2 separate regions of the Sus scrofa genome follow, and region 1 is linked to region 2. A link is a contact called in public Hi-C data. All regions are on one chromosome and are shown on one strand. Each heading gives the region's core, a stretch centred on a gene start, on an enhancer-like site or on the middle of the called end of the contact. The rest is flanking DNA. Distances are from core to core; before and after follow the strand shown.

Region 1 (6,832 bases), core at 25-2,524, 130 kb after region 2:
CATGTGTTGAAGCCCAAACACCTAGTATCACAGAATGGGACCATATTAGGAGATAAGGTCTTCACAGAACTAAAATTAGGTCCTTCCTTTGGGCCCTAATCCAATAGGTCTGGTGTCCTTGTAAGAACAAGAAGCTGTGACGAAGATGGTGGATGAGAACACAGAGAGGGCTGTCCTTTACAAGCCAAGGAAAGAGACCTCGGAGGAAACCACCCCTGCCAGCACCTTGATCTTGGACATCTAGCCTCCAACACCTCGAGACAGTACACTTCTGTTACTTGAGCCACCCCATCTATGGTAATTAGTTACAGCAGCTTTAGCAAACTAATATGGTGACTAAAGACATTTAGAGGCATAAAAATAGCAAGGCAAATTTCTGTGGTTAAAACCTCATAAGGGTCAGGAGGAGGGTGGAACGTTTGGATAAAGGTGAATAGGACAACACGGTCACCCGCAAGTCGTCCGCTATGGAATTTTGCACAGTCATGGTCCACACACTTAATCTGACAGTTATTTGGAGGGAGATACATTTTATATACTTGGAAATATAACCAGGAGATGGGTAAGTGTTGAGTATTCAAAAGGATGAGGGCACTAAAGCTCCCAGAAGGAGAGACCCTTGACCCTGGGATGATCCTGGAAGGCGTCAAGGAGGAAGTCAAGTCCATTAATTCTTTGAAAGTTGAGTGAAGATTGAATATGAATAAAAGGCAGATAGGTCTCAGATAAAAGCAAAGAGGTAGCAAATGCAATGTATGTTTTAGGGACCATAAAAGGGATAGCTTGCCAAAGCGGAGCCTTTGCACCCTGAAGAGCACACCTCTTGGTGTTTGCGTGGTAGGTCCATTCTTTATGAGCCCCGGCTTTAAAAAACAATAAAGCCAGGGAGTCCCTGCCGTGGCTCAGGGGTAACAAATCTGACTAGAATCCATGAGGATGTGGGTTCAATCCCTGGCCTCTCTCAGTGGGCTAAGGATCCGGCGTTGCTGTGAGCTGTGGTGTTAAGTCAGCAGCTACAGCTCCTATTTGACCCCTAGCTTGGGAACTTCCACACGCTGCACTCATGGCCCTAAAAAAGACCAAAAACCAAAACCAGAACCAAAACAAACAAACAAACAAAACCAACAATAAAGACATTTAACTAGTGGCTGGAGGCACAAGGAAACTTTCCAGCTATTAAAATCAATCAGGGCTGTTACGAATTTTATTACAACAGGCAAACGTTTCATCCACTGGAAAATGTTTCTGTCCACACCTTCTGACCTAAATCATGAAACCTCACTTTTCTCTTCCACCCCATTGACCCTTGGAGCTATTTGTACAAGCACTGCCCTGCAGTTACCTTTGTTTCATCTAAGAGAAGATCTGCCAAAGAAGTGCCCAGAATAAACAAGGAATGCTTCCAGAGCTTTAAAATACTAGTTCTGTCTTAAAAATCCTTTTACTCTTTTCATCAAAAAGGAAAATGCAGAGGATGGCCGTTTGGCCCTGCCCTGAGGCCAATTTAATCCATTCTACACGTCTTTGAAGGCAATGGTTGCATTTTACAATTTAAGTTTTTGATTCAGATTGACTTTTACAATAGTATCCAAATGGTTACCTTTTACTGTACTGTTCTCGTCTTTAAATTAAACCAACAAATAGTATTGCACTTCTACCATAGCTTTAGGGAAGAAATAACCCTAAATTAATGGATGAGGATAATGCGTAATGCATATATTTTCTATTCAAGCCATCGGGGCACCCCCAAACCGTGGCAGTTGATAAATCTTTTACTCATATTGAGGTAAGAACTGGTAGAGAGGTTTGGATTGTGAAGATGTTGAAAAGATCAGGTCATCGATTTATTTTGCATGGTGTTACTTGGAGAAGCTCTGCTAATTATTAGCATCTTTACCAATGAGGCGTAGGAAGGAAGAGTGAGAATAAAACTCTAATGATTAACATTTTGCCCTTATTAGTCACGTGGACTAGAGCTTCATGAGAATGGCTGTTGAAGGAAGCTTTGTGGAAAAAGCATAGGAGTCAGGGAGGTAAGGACAGAAAGAAAGGCAAGGGACAGACCAGCTCATAGTCTAGAACGTGGCTTTACTGTTATGGGTAATGGGAGCCACTGGTGCCCTTAGAGCCAGGATCTAATAAGACATGAAGTACACTTGGTGGAAGTTATTTTAGCAGATATACTCAGAGTGTGTTTCAAAGGAAGAAGTAAGAAGGAGGCTAGACTAGTATCTGGGACATATATTTCGTGTGTTCATGACATATCTAACTTGATCTTAATTTTTTTGTTGTTATTTCTAGGCCATGTGGTTCATCTGCATTTTAGTTTTTTTTTTTTTTTTTCAAATAGTCACAAAAAATGTTCCAATATATTTATTGGAAAAAAATCCATATGTAAGTGGACTCACGCAGTTCCAACTCTTGCTGTTCAGCTGCATATTTCCTCAACCTCTCACAACCAGACAAGAATTGGGAAAAGGCCTCCTCTCTCTATGGATTCGGTTCTACCAGCAGGTGGTCTACGCGGTGAAAAGAGGAAGGAGACCAAATTAGGTGCTGAAGCCGGGGGTTACCTTCTCAGCTTTGTCATTTCTTAGGTCCAAGACCTTGGGAAAACGACACAGACATCTCTTAGCTACACTTCCTACCTCTCCAAAATGAGATTCTACTTGCAAGGCGTACAAGAAAATTTTTTTCTCTGGTAAAAATACTAAATGACAGATGTTATCAAAGTTATTGCTTTTATTGATATTCTTTTTTTTAGGGCCTCTACTGTGGCATATGGAAGTTCCCAGGCTAGGGGTCGAATGGGAGATATAGTTGCCGGCCTACACCGCAGCCACAGCAACACCAAATCCTTAACCCACTAGAGCAAGGCCAGGGATTGAACCTGCATCCTCATGGATACTAGTCGGGTTCTTTACTGCTGCGTCACAATGAGAATTCCTGCTTTTATTGTTATTCTTATTATGTCACTGCCCCGCCACAAACATGGGCACGTGACTTTTCTCACCTCTTTCCTGCCCTGGATTGGAAAGAGCTGGCGTCTCAGGCTTATCTTAGGTTTGACCTATTCTAATTTTGTGTTGATTTATTTTTATGGCAGATTGATAAAGGAGCAGTTTTATTTCGGTGAAAAAACGCTTTAAGTGACCACAGCTTTCTGATGAGGTAATTTTGTTGGGCGTGCAGAACCTCAGCTGGAAAAGCCGTGGTTGGTGGCGTCCTTGTACCGCCGTTCGCCCTACAGTTGGTTGTCATTTAATTCACAGAACTTCCTAATAATCAATAATGACAGACCGGAATCAAAACAGATTCCTGCCTCCCATGTGTTTGATGGATTTGGACTGAGATCAGGAAGCTGCTTCTTCCTTAGGAATCCCATGTGGGTTCGTGGGTTCTTTTTCTTAAAGCCAGAGTTCAACTTTCTGGTTTGGTCATCGAGCCATATGTCACCCATGGGCATCTGTTCTCCTTTGAGGTAAGTAGTCTACAGGCTGATGTTTTCGGCAGAAAAGCACATTCTGGGTTATAGGTCTGGGATCGGTAGGAAGTCTATCTGGGTTCTAGTTTGGGGAGCACCCCTCTCCTGTGTGACTCAATCTACCTTCACAGCTGAAGTGCGGGCTGTTTGGAGAGAAGTCATGGGTACATTTCTGGTTCCCTCTGGGACTTCGTGACCTTTGACAAACCACAGGAACTCTTTGTGCCTTGGAGACGCGTTTCCCCCCGTGACTTCTCTCTGACAGGTGCTGTCAGAATTAGAAAGCCCTGGAAGATCCTCCAAACCTAGACTTATAATTACGATTAATAATAGTAATTAACTTTCATCACAGGTGAGTCATCTATACCTTAGAAATTCAGTAACGATTTGTTTCAAAGGTACCCCTGAACATTTCCTTACTCAGCCTCACTCCTCGGAGAAGGTACGTTACCTCCTATTTTTTATCCTTTTTAAATTTTTTCCAGCTTTATCAAAGTGTAATTGGCCAACAAAAATTATGTATGGTTGAGGCAGATAACGTGATGTTTCGCTCTGTGTATATACATTGTGAGATGGTCACTATAATCAAGCTAGTTACTACAGTCATCAACTCACCGAGTTACCATTTCTGTGGGGGTGTGTGTGTGTGTGTGTGTGAACAGGTAAGCTCTCTTAGCAAAGTTCAAGTATTCAGAATTGTTTGAACTATAGTCACCGTGCTATACATTAGGTCTCTAGAACTTACCGATCCTGCATAACTAACAACTTTTTTAATGTACCTTTTGTCCACAATCTCCCCATTTCTCCCACTCTCTAGCCCCTGACCGTCTCTATCCTAGGGTACATTTTAAAGAAAACGTTCTCAGTTTTTAAAGAGAACAGAAGGAATTTTTCCTATCTTATATTCAATGCGTTTGAATGGCTGATATTGGCAAAATGATTTTGTTCTTCAAAAGGGGGCTGACTGTTTTCTCAAATAAGCTGCAATTCTTGTATCTGTGATCATGTTGCTCCTGATATTTTTGCTTTTAAATTCTTTCGGTATTCAACCGGGCAGTTTATCTCTGTGACATGCTTCCTTCTTCCCCTGTTCAAAAACAAAAGGATGGGAAGTTCCAACATTTGTACTTTTTCTTTGAAGGGATTGCCCTAAGCTGGTAAATGCTCTTGCATCAGCTACAACTTCGAATTGTTTCATTTCCTCCTGATAAAGTTTTAGGTCTGTCTCATGAATAAGATATGTAACCGTCAATAACCATCTTTTCAGCCAATAGGGTCAAAGTGAGTTGGTGAAACACACCAAGCTGTTCTCCAGGTCTTCCCCCCCCCACCCCACCCCCGCAACATGTTGCCCAATTATTTCACATTCTTATAGTGTAAAATAAACACATCAAGTCTGTTGAGATACTGCTGTGGTTATTTACTTTTCAAATTTAATAAGAAGGAGGGGGATGACTTTTCCTCCCAGGACAGGAAAAGAAAATCAGACCTGACAGTGTTACATTATCAATTTTTACAAGTACAAAAATATCCCATAAAACAAGCAGTTCTTTGGACACTCAGATGACTGTCCAAGCTGGCCAGGGAGGTTATAAAACCCAAATCCTTTTCAGTTAATTTTCCATTTACTTGCAGGATTTCATTCACTCTGGCAAGTTTGATAGCCATGCATAACTATGTCAGCTTTCTTCCTCATTAAATTCCACCGCATTTCCCAGGCCCAAAGGTGCATATGCTTGTCTTCTTGATGCAGGTTTAAAAAAAAAAAAAATGGAGACTCTAAAAACAGGTTTAGCCGAGACACCTGCCATGGTAAATTTCCTTCATGAAACTGAGCCAAGTAAGTTTATCTTCACGTACGTCCATCTCTCTTATAGTCAAAGGCAACACCAACAGATCCTCGCCCCCAGCTGCATTATGGCCATGAAAACGCATGATTACAAGGTCGACCTATGCACACCAGCACCGCTACCCCTAGAAAGGAACATCCATCAGCAGTGCCGGAAGAAATGTAATGCTTCCAGGGGTCTTCCATTTTTTGCTAATCGCGATCTTGGACTTGGTTGAAGCGGATGTACTGCCCTCCTAGCCAGAGGCATAGTTCTGATGTGGGCAGAGCAGTCAAGGGCAACAACAGGTGAAGCATCAGAAGCGTAATATGATTGAGAATTGGAGAAAAATGTTTCTAGACCTGGTAGAGACGTTGCAAATGCTGTGGCAAAGAGAGAAAGAAATAAAACATGCAAGGAGACACATACATACATCTCTCCTCTGAGAGCTTAGGAAATAGAGATACTTCTTTTCTCAATCCTCAATAATACTCTGTAATTTTTTCTTAGCTTGAATTACAGTTTTTTGTCTTGTTTTGGTTTTGGCCACACCTATGGTATGTGGAAGTTCCTGGGCCAGGGATCGAACCCAAGCTACCCCAGGGACCCGAGCCACTGTCCTGACAACACTGGGTCCTTAACCTACTGCACCACAAGAGAACTCCTATTTTTATTTCACTTTAAAGAGGATATATGTCAGGGAGAAGAATGGTTACTGATTCCCAGATTTTAAACAAATGCAATACAGGGAGAATTTTGAAAAGGGAAATGCAATGACTGGATTTTCTGCTCTCATCTCTCTGGTTCCACGATGAGAAGACAAAACCCTGTCTTTGTCACTCTCTTTTTTTAGGAGTTTCAGCAGAAAGCAAGCTGCTCATGAAAATAAGTTCAGAGAAAAATAATTGTTTTGGAAAAAAGAAGATTGGTAAAAGAGATAAGTACAAAATACTTTCAGTAACGTTGACGCCTATGGAGCAAAGATATGTATGTACTAAAGTCAGACTTTCAATATGAAAGTTTAGATTTTTCAGGGCTCAGTTTAGATTTCAACACTGCTTCTTTTTACTAGAGATGCAATCCAGGTTAAAGGGGACTCTGGGAGATCCAAGGAAAAACATACCTGAGGCTAATGAGCTTCTGCACAGTGAAGTAAACCATCATCAGAACAAAAAGGCAGCCTACTGAAAGAGAGAAGATATGTTTGCAAATATTGTATTTGATAAAAGGTTAATATCCAGAAATATATAAAGAACTCATACAACTCAACAATGAGAAAAAATAACCAACCGGATTAAAATATGGGCAGGAGTTCCCATCGTGGCTCAGTGGTTAATGAATCCAACTAGGCACCATGAGGTTGTGGGTTTGATCCCTGGCCTTGCTCAGTGGGTTAAGGATCCGGCATTGCTGTGAGCTGTGGTGTAGGTCGAAGACACAGCTCGGATCCTGAGTTGCTGTGGCTCTGGCGTAGGCCAGAAGCTACAGCTCCAATTAGACCCCTAGCCTCGGAACCTCC
Region 2 (7,632 bases), core at 3,374-5,873:
AGCAACACCAGATCCTTAAGCCACTGATTGAGGCCAGGGATTGAACCAGCATCCTGTTGGATACCAGTCGGGCTCCTTACCACTGAGCCGCAAGGGGAACTCCCAGGACACCTCTGTTGTTTGTATCATTTTTCAACTCGTATGTGGGAATCTGATACATCTAGAACCTGAAACACAGGATTTACCCGAAAGTATTCATAAAGAAGCTCCAGAAAAAATCCCAGCCTTTGGATTCTAATTCTTGTTCTTGGGGATTTAAAGGTTCAGGCACTCCTAGTTATGTGGACGTGAATGATAAAACCCTAGAGTTTTCACGAATTTGACTGGATTAGTATGTTTATTTCTATGACAACTATTATATTACTCCTATAATTCTGAACAGCAACCAGAATGCTTCCAGAGTAGGTATCATGTTTTTAGCGAGTAACTTATTTACTTAACCATAGAAATTGATCCACTCTATGCTAATAGGCTGCTAGGTTTGCTTCCTTTCTGGAAGGCTGCATGTAAAATCCAACCAAAAATTTCTTGCAAGTCTAGGGGCATTCGAGGTGAAGGATCAGCCAGAAAGGGCCATCTTAAGCAACGCTTTTTTTTTAAGGGTCCCACCTGTGACATATGGAAGCTCCCAGGCCAGGGACTGAATCTGAGCCACAGCAACCGCTTCAACACCAGATCCTTTAACCCATGGAGCAGGACAGGGATCAAACCCGCGCCTCCAATAGCGACCCAAGCAACTAGATTCTTAACCTGCTGCATCACAGCAGGAACTCCAGTAGGTAACTTATACTGAGCATTGTCCTTGGCCAGACCCTGTGCCGAAAACCTGTCATCTGTTATCTCAGATTCAATGTTCAGAACAGCCCTGAATACATATATTATTATTTTAATATATTATTATTCTTCCCAAGTAATGAAAGGGCGCCTAAGAGAAGTTAAATCATTTGCCAGAGCTCACATAACTAGCAAACCGAGAGATGTAGCCAAAGCTTTGTAGATTCCAGAGCGCTTGTTCTGTTCACTGGAACCTGTTATCTCACGAGAGTAGACATTTGATAACTGAACAAGGGGTTCACTTATCAAAGAGAACAGCGAGTTTTTATCAGAGTCCTTAAAACAGTGCACACACAATGAAAACCCCAGTGCCCTGGGCTTCAGGGTTTCCTTAGATAGTCTGATTAACTGAGCCTCTCAAGGGTTGCTCCCTCAGGCCTGGAGGGCGATCAGAGAAGATGTGACTCGGTGCCAGCCTCACCCTGGGTTTCCTGCCCACGGAAGCAAGCAGAGCTCTGTCCTAGTCCGCAGTTAACTCAGGGTCTTTGCTTTTCCACGGCAGCGCAGACTTTCCAGCGGTCTTGTTTTCATATGTCAGTCTTCCGGGCCTTCCTGCTGTCTAAAGCTGCTTACTTGCATGCGTTTTCCCTTTTTGCTTCTTTGGGCTGGAATGAGGAAAGACCACATCCAGACTTTCCGGAGGGGTCAGAGGTAGCCTTTTCCCAACTGAGTCTTTGAGGGCAGAGCCTGGCGGAGAGCTGACCTAATCTCACCTACCCACGGACCTACAAATAAACAAAGGAGGAGTTTTCACTAGGAGCCATAACGCAAGCACACACAGAGAAGCAGCTGAAGTCAAGGAATCATGGGAAAGGGCTTCTGCTGGCCTTCAACCTGGGAGAAGCTTGAAACCGTCCTGGAAGCTGTCACAAGCAACTGCAGTACGTATTACCTGCTCGGCACAGGGCCATAGAGATGGATGGCCCTGAACACAGCAGGGAAGAATGAAGGGCTTGTCTCTGGGCCTTCATCCTCTTCACGTCTGCAGTGTTGTGCTATCAGTTGCAGCTGATAAGGGCTTGCCCTTGTCACTTTCCTACAAGGAAAGCTTACCTTCGACAGGTGAAGTGGGGACTCCTCCGGTACTAACTCAGGGTTGAGTGTTTCTTTCCTCTTCGTGTGGTTCTATTTCACATAGTTTCCTCTTTCCAATTAGAATTGATGAATCACTTAATCCTGGATGCGTTTCATGAGGCCGCTTCTACTGCAGACACAGTCCTAGGTGAGCTCTGGAGACCCAGGGCGGTTTTGCTTACTGTCTTCGCCCAAGTAGCTCCTAGTTTGAGTCAGGCACCACCTGGAGATTCAGGGGCCATTTGAGCTCAGAGGAACATGAAAGAATCCCAACAATAGTCACAATTATAGTATTAATAATAATAGCTAACATTTATGGGGTGCTGGCTATGGGCCAGGACTTTTGCTAAATGTTTATATTTTATTATTGGATTGAAACCTCCAATAGCTCTAAGTATCTCCACTTAATGTAGGAGCAGCTGAAACTAAGGATGTTAAAAACATTCCCAGGAGTTCCCGTTGTGGCTCAGCGGTTAATGAATCCAACTAGGAACCATGAGGTTGTGGGTTCGATCCCTGGCTTTGCTCAGTGGGTTAAGCATCTGGCGTTGCTGTGAACTGCGGTGTAGGTCACAGACTCGGCTTGGATCCCGCATTGCTGTGGCTATGGCATAGGCTGGCAGCAACAGCTCTGATTGGACCCCTAGACTGGGAACCTCCATATGTCAAGGGTGCGGCCCTACAAAGACAAAAAGGCAAAAACAACAACAACGAAAAAAAACAAAAACAAAAAAACAAAAACATTCCCAAGCCCATCCTTGCGAAATCATGACATCAACCCTTTGTGACCCAGGCCTGCCCCTCCAATTTAACAGAACCCTGGAGACATTGGGTAGCTGCCTAGGGCCTCACAAAAGTTATTGGCCACGCTGCCGCCTTTGTTAATTGACTGGTTGATGCCCGTAAGCCTCTGAGGTTTAAAGCAATAACGGTGAATATTTAGAAGGAAGGATCTTACTTTGATATTTGATATGGATCTTTCAGTTGATAGTTAGAACTTGGGGAAACTTTCTGACTCCTTCAGAAATCAGAGCACATAGGTGACTCCTTCAAAACTGTTGGTGTGAGGGCAACAGGTTTGCAAAGCTGGTGATGCAGACACCCAGATATCTGACACTGACCTTCACTCACAGCAGAGAAAAACATTAATAAATAGGGTGTCCTAAGTCTTTCTTTCTTTCTCTCTCTTTTTTTTTTTTTTTTTTGCCTCTTCTAGGGCTGCTCCCGTAGCATAGTTCCCAGGCTAGGGGTCGAATCAGAGCTGTAGCCACCAGCCTACGCCAGAGCCACAGCAGCATGGGATCCGTGCCTCATCTGCAACCTACAGTACAGCTCATGGCAATGCTGAATCCTTAACCCACTGAGCAAGGCCAGGGATCGAACCTGCAACCTCATGGTTCCTAGTCAGATTTGCTCACCACTGCACCACAACGGGAACTCCCCTAAGTCTTTCTTTTAGTTCTTGCCAAGCTTGCCCTCCACCCTGGTCTCCTAGAAACAGTTATTCCCTTGCTCTTTGGGTTCTTATTCCTGCATGCCTCTAAAGGAAGTTTGGTCTTTGTTTGCTTGCATCTGACTTTTGTGATGAAAAATAGGGAAAGTAGAGAGACAAAGTGGTAAAGAAATTGAGAGAAAGCCAGGGGCGGAAGGAAGGAAAAGAAGAAGGAGCCTACAAAGCCGGGGCCAGAGGAGGCCGTGTCTGTGGAGGGCGGGAATAGTGAGTGGGGGCTTAGAGTTTAGAGTTTCCTGAACAGCAGGTGTATAAGGGAGCTGGAGAGCAGTGGACAGGAGTTTTAAGAAGGACTTCTGAGGGTTGCGAATTAGACTTCCCTCCTTAAAAGTTCCCCAAGAGATGTATTAATGCTTGCAATTACATTCAATTTTTATCAGTGGCTACACACGGTTTCTCTGAATAGAGCAGCAGCTCAGGAAGAGGCCACCTAGAGCCCTGATTTTTTAGAGGAGCTGCACAATCGTTTTTACAAGCATTTACTGAACACCTATTTTGTCCTAATGATGCAGAGACAAACAAAAGGGCAAGAGTTTATCATCAAGAATCTTACCAAACAGGTGTCTGCCCTCCTGCCTGGAATGATTGCCAGACCTTTGCCCCTCTTGCCTGTTTGCTCTGTGGATCTGCACCCAGTAGGAAGCAAAACAAAACAAAGTCAAGGTTGCTGCCATGGGAGGGGTGGACTCTAACCCACAGCGCGAAAAAGCACTGAGAGGCCGCTGAACTCAAGCTCTTCATTTTACAAATAAGGAAAAGGAAAGCAGAGGATGAGGCGGCTGCCCCAGGTCGTGGTGCAGAAGGACCCCGACAGGCACTGGAAGTACCTCCCCCTGACCTTCTGTCTTCTCTCAGAGGGGGCCTCTCAGGCAGTGCTGGGGCCTGTCTGGGGGACCCCTGCCTCCCCATCACCCCATCTCCCTGATCTAGAGTGGGAGCCGACCCCAGTTGTCAGGGACTTCCAGCGGGCTGGGAAGAAGCTGGAGGCTGGAACCCACTGTTGCCATGGAGAAGGTCTGTGATGCTGGTCCCAGCCTCCCCTGGAGGCAGCGCGGGGGCCTCTGGGCTGCGCTCAATTCCTGCCTCCCCGGGGATTCTGGGGTCGGTGGCGCCACCTCCAAGCAGGCCAGAGGGCCGTGGTCACTCGGTGTCGCGTTTCGTGGAGGGGAGGTGGAGGTGGGGGTGGCTAAAGAGACTCTGCTCTCTTCTGGGGAGTGTGGACATCTGCCTCTCCCCACAGCCCCATCCGCGGGAGGTCCATTCAGTGAGATAAGTTGACACTTGGGAAGATCAAAGGTCATCGAGTCAGCGGCAATTCGCTCCGGTGATTTATCAGCCGTGGGGGTTTGTTGAGGTGGAAAAAGAAAGGACAGTTCTGTGTGAGATGCCACCAAAATGCTGCCTTCTTCTGGAGGCTGGGCAGGCGGCAGTGCCCTGTCCCGGGCCATTCGTCCCTGGTTCCCTTGTTCCTTTGGCACAGGGAGTGAAAGTGCTGCACTGGGTGATCACTCTCAGCCGGGCAGGGAGCCTGCCGCCTCCCTGGGATGCCCACACCCTGGCTGGGACGAACGGTCAGGTCAGGAGCAGGAACTGGGATGGGGGCCGACTTTGCTGTCCCCAGTCCTGTGGGTCTGCTAAGTCCTGACCACTGCAGGGGGCGGGGGAGCTGGTCCTTTTTCTTCTTCACTTTCTCTCAGACTCAAAGGGGCTCTGCCCCGTGCTGCCTCCAGAACGGTTAATCAGGGTGATGCCCTGGAGCCACCGTGCCCTGGGGACACCCGACTGTGGGCCAGTGTGCACAACTGTGACCTCAGCCTTTCCCATCCGCTCCCAGAAATGCAGGCCATGCCAGTGAATTTATTACATGATCCTGAAGGAGTCACTCAGTGTCTCTGGCACTCGGTTTCCCCACCTGTCAATCATTACCTCTGTCCAATCAAAATAGTCCAGACATTTTCCCAATCATGCTTCCTGCCACCATCAGCCCCCTCTCTGTATCAGAAGTCCTGGGGACATTTATTTAAAATATGTGTACATGTAAAATGGCATATGATAGCACTTATATCTGGAATCTAATATACAGTGCAAATAAACGTTTTCACAGAGAAGAAACTCATGGACTTGGAAAACAGACTTGGGGTTGCCAAGGGGGAGGGAGAGGGAGTGGGATGGACTGGGAATCTGGGCTTCATAGATGCAGACTATTGCCCTTGGAGTGGATAAGCAAGGAGATCCTGCTGTGTAGCACTGGGAGCAATATCTAGTCACTTGCGATGGAGCGTGATGGAGGATGATGTAAGAAGAAGAAGGTATATATGTATGGGGGACTGGGTCATCTTGCTGTGCAGTAGAAAATGGACAGAACACCGTAAACCAACCATGATGGAAAAAATAAAAACCATTTTTAAAAACACCTCTATTTCCAAACCAAACCAAACCAAACCAAAACAAAAACCCTTCAAAAAAATAAATGAAAAAATAACATAAAAAGTAAATAAAATAGAATAAAATAAAATAAGTGTATATGTCATATGGATTCACTTTGCTCTACACCTGAAGCTAACACAACAGTGTTAAGTCAACTGTGCTCCAATAAAATTTAAAAATAAAAATAAAATATGGGTTCGGAGATCCCATTTGATTTAATGGTGCTGGGATGGGCCCAGGCATCTGAACAGCCAGCAAACTCCCGAGGTGACATTTCAATGCATTTTGCTTCTCTTGGGCAGCTTTCATGAATAAAAATGTACATGCTTGAACTCACTCCTTCCACATTAATTAAGCATCTGCGTGGCAGGTCCTGGACTGGGGGCTGCAGTCACTGAATGATTCTGTCCTCAAATCCTCAGTCAAGGGGCTCAGCCAAGTAACCCAGGTCCTGTGAACCTGTGACCCCAGAGAATGGACACATGGCTGTGGAGTGGGGGAGTGGCACCGAGGCCGCAGGAAGGGGCTGTTGGTGAGGTCAGAGGGGAGGCTGTTTGGGGTCGAGGGACAGCATCACATTTATTGGGAAAAGAGGTGAAAAGCCAGGCTTAGCAAAGAGCTAGAACATGAACTTTCTTTTCTTTTCTATTCTTTTCTTTTTTTTTTTTTCCTTTTCTAGGGCCACTCCTGCGGCATATGGGGGTTCCCAGGCTAGGAGTCCAATCAGAGCTGTTTTTGCCGGCCTAAACCACAGCCACAGCAACGTGGGATCTGAGCCGCGTCTGCAACCTACACCCCAGCTCACAGCAATGCCAGATCCTAACCCACTGATCAAGGCCAGGGATGGAACCCGCCACCTCGTGGTTCCCAGTCAGATTTGTTAACCACTGTGCCACGACGGGAACTCCTAGACCATGAATTTTCTAAGGAGTTTGGACTTTATCCTAAAGCGTCAAGTCTTTTTTTTTTTTTTTTTTTTTTCTTTTGTACAGGAGTGACGAGCTTTGTCTTTTATCTCCCTCCCCTTTTAACCTAAGAAAAATACACAATCATTTCTGCCAGCCCGGTCCCCACCCCACAGTAAACATGGCCCTGGGTTTGGGGCTGGATGCTCTTGAGTGTCACTTCCTCACCACTCCCCTTCCAGTAATGAGGAAAACCCAGACGCATGGTCCTCAAATGCCAGCTGAATATCTGAGTCCGTATCTTCCCTAATTCTACCAGGCAGGGACTCTGAAACGTCTCACTGACTTCTAGCGACTTTACACTGGCTTGGTCAAAAAGCATTCCACCTGTTTAACCAGCTGGAATATGCAGTCGTATCTCATCCATCCCTAGGGGTTTAGCTGGTAACCTCAACCACACCAAAGAGACTGGGGAATAAGAGCATTACCAAACATATAAGGTCAATGCCATTAAATCTGTGCTCCAGACGTCATTGGGATGTATTCAGTTATTCAGTCCTTTACTGGAAGCTGATCTGCCATGTTAAACACAATTGGAACAAGCCTGGCATTTTTCATTTTCAGCCCAGGACAGATTAGAAGAAATAGGTAAGAGAGAGCGAGAGAGATTTACTCCATAGCATGCAGGCAGGAAGGAGAGTTCAAAAAGCACAGCCACCTGCCACCACCACCACTCACCAAGGACAGAGACAAAGGGTCTTATAACCCCATCTTGGTCCGGGGGAGAGGGGCATTTCTGGTTGACTACAAGGCTCCTTGTGTTCGCTGTGCTCTGTTAAACGAGGGAGGGCCATGTGCAGGAGACCTCGGGAAAGAACTCCT

Evidence for each region. Hi-C and Micro-C count contacts between places; a contact is called where the count stands out from the background.
Region 1: a Hi-C map of liver shows a contact between it and region 2, with 6 times the contacts expected there. The contact joins two enhancer-like sites. A contact is called at or near these places in 6 of 47 Hi-C or Micro-C datasets (embryonic fibroblasts, liver and skeletal muscle).

The regions. Positions count from the first base shown.
Region 1 is chr7:8,918,792-8,925,623 of Sscrofa11.1, forward strand. LOC106507349 (a long non-coding RNA gene) reads left to right here. Exons shown (of 4, transcript XR_001303268.2): 3 at 108-297; 4 at 6,167-6,624. Among named protein-coding and RNA genes, the nearest start is that of EDN1, 170 kb to the left of the region's middle. Within about 2 kb of position 1,275, at least 2 of the 83 cell types and tissues checked have an H3K27ac peak or open chromatin away from gene starts, as enhancers often do. A contact at or near this core is called in liver, where this site is marked.
Region 2 is chr7:8,788,983-8,796,614 of Sscrofa11.1, forward strand. No RefSeq gene overlaps it. Among named protein-coding and RNA genes, the nearest start is that of EDN1, 41 kb to the left of the region's middle. Within about 2 kb of position 4,624, at least 8 of the 83 cell types and tissues checked have an H3K27ac peak or open chromatin away from gene starts, as enhancers often do. A contact at or near this core is called in liver, where this site is marked.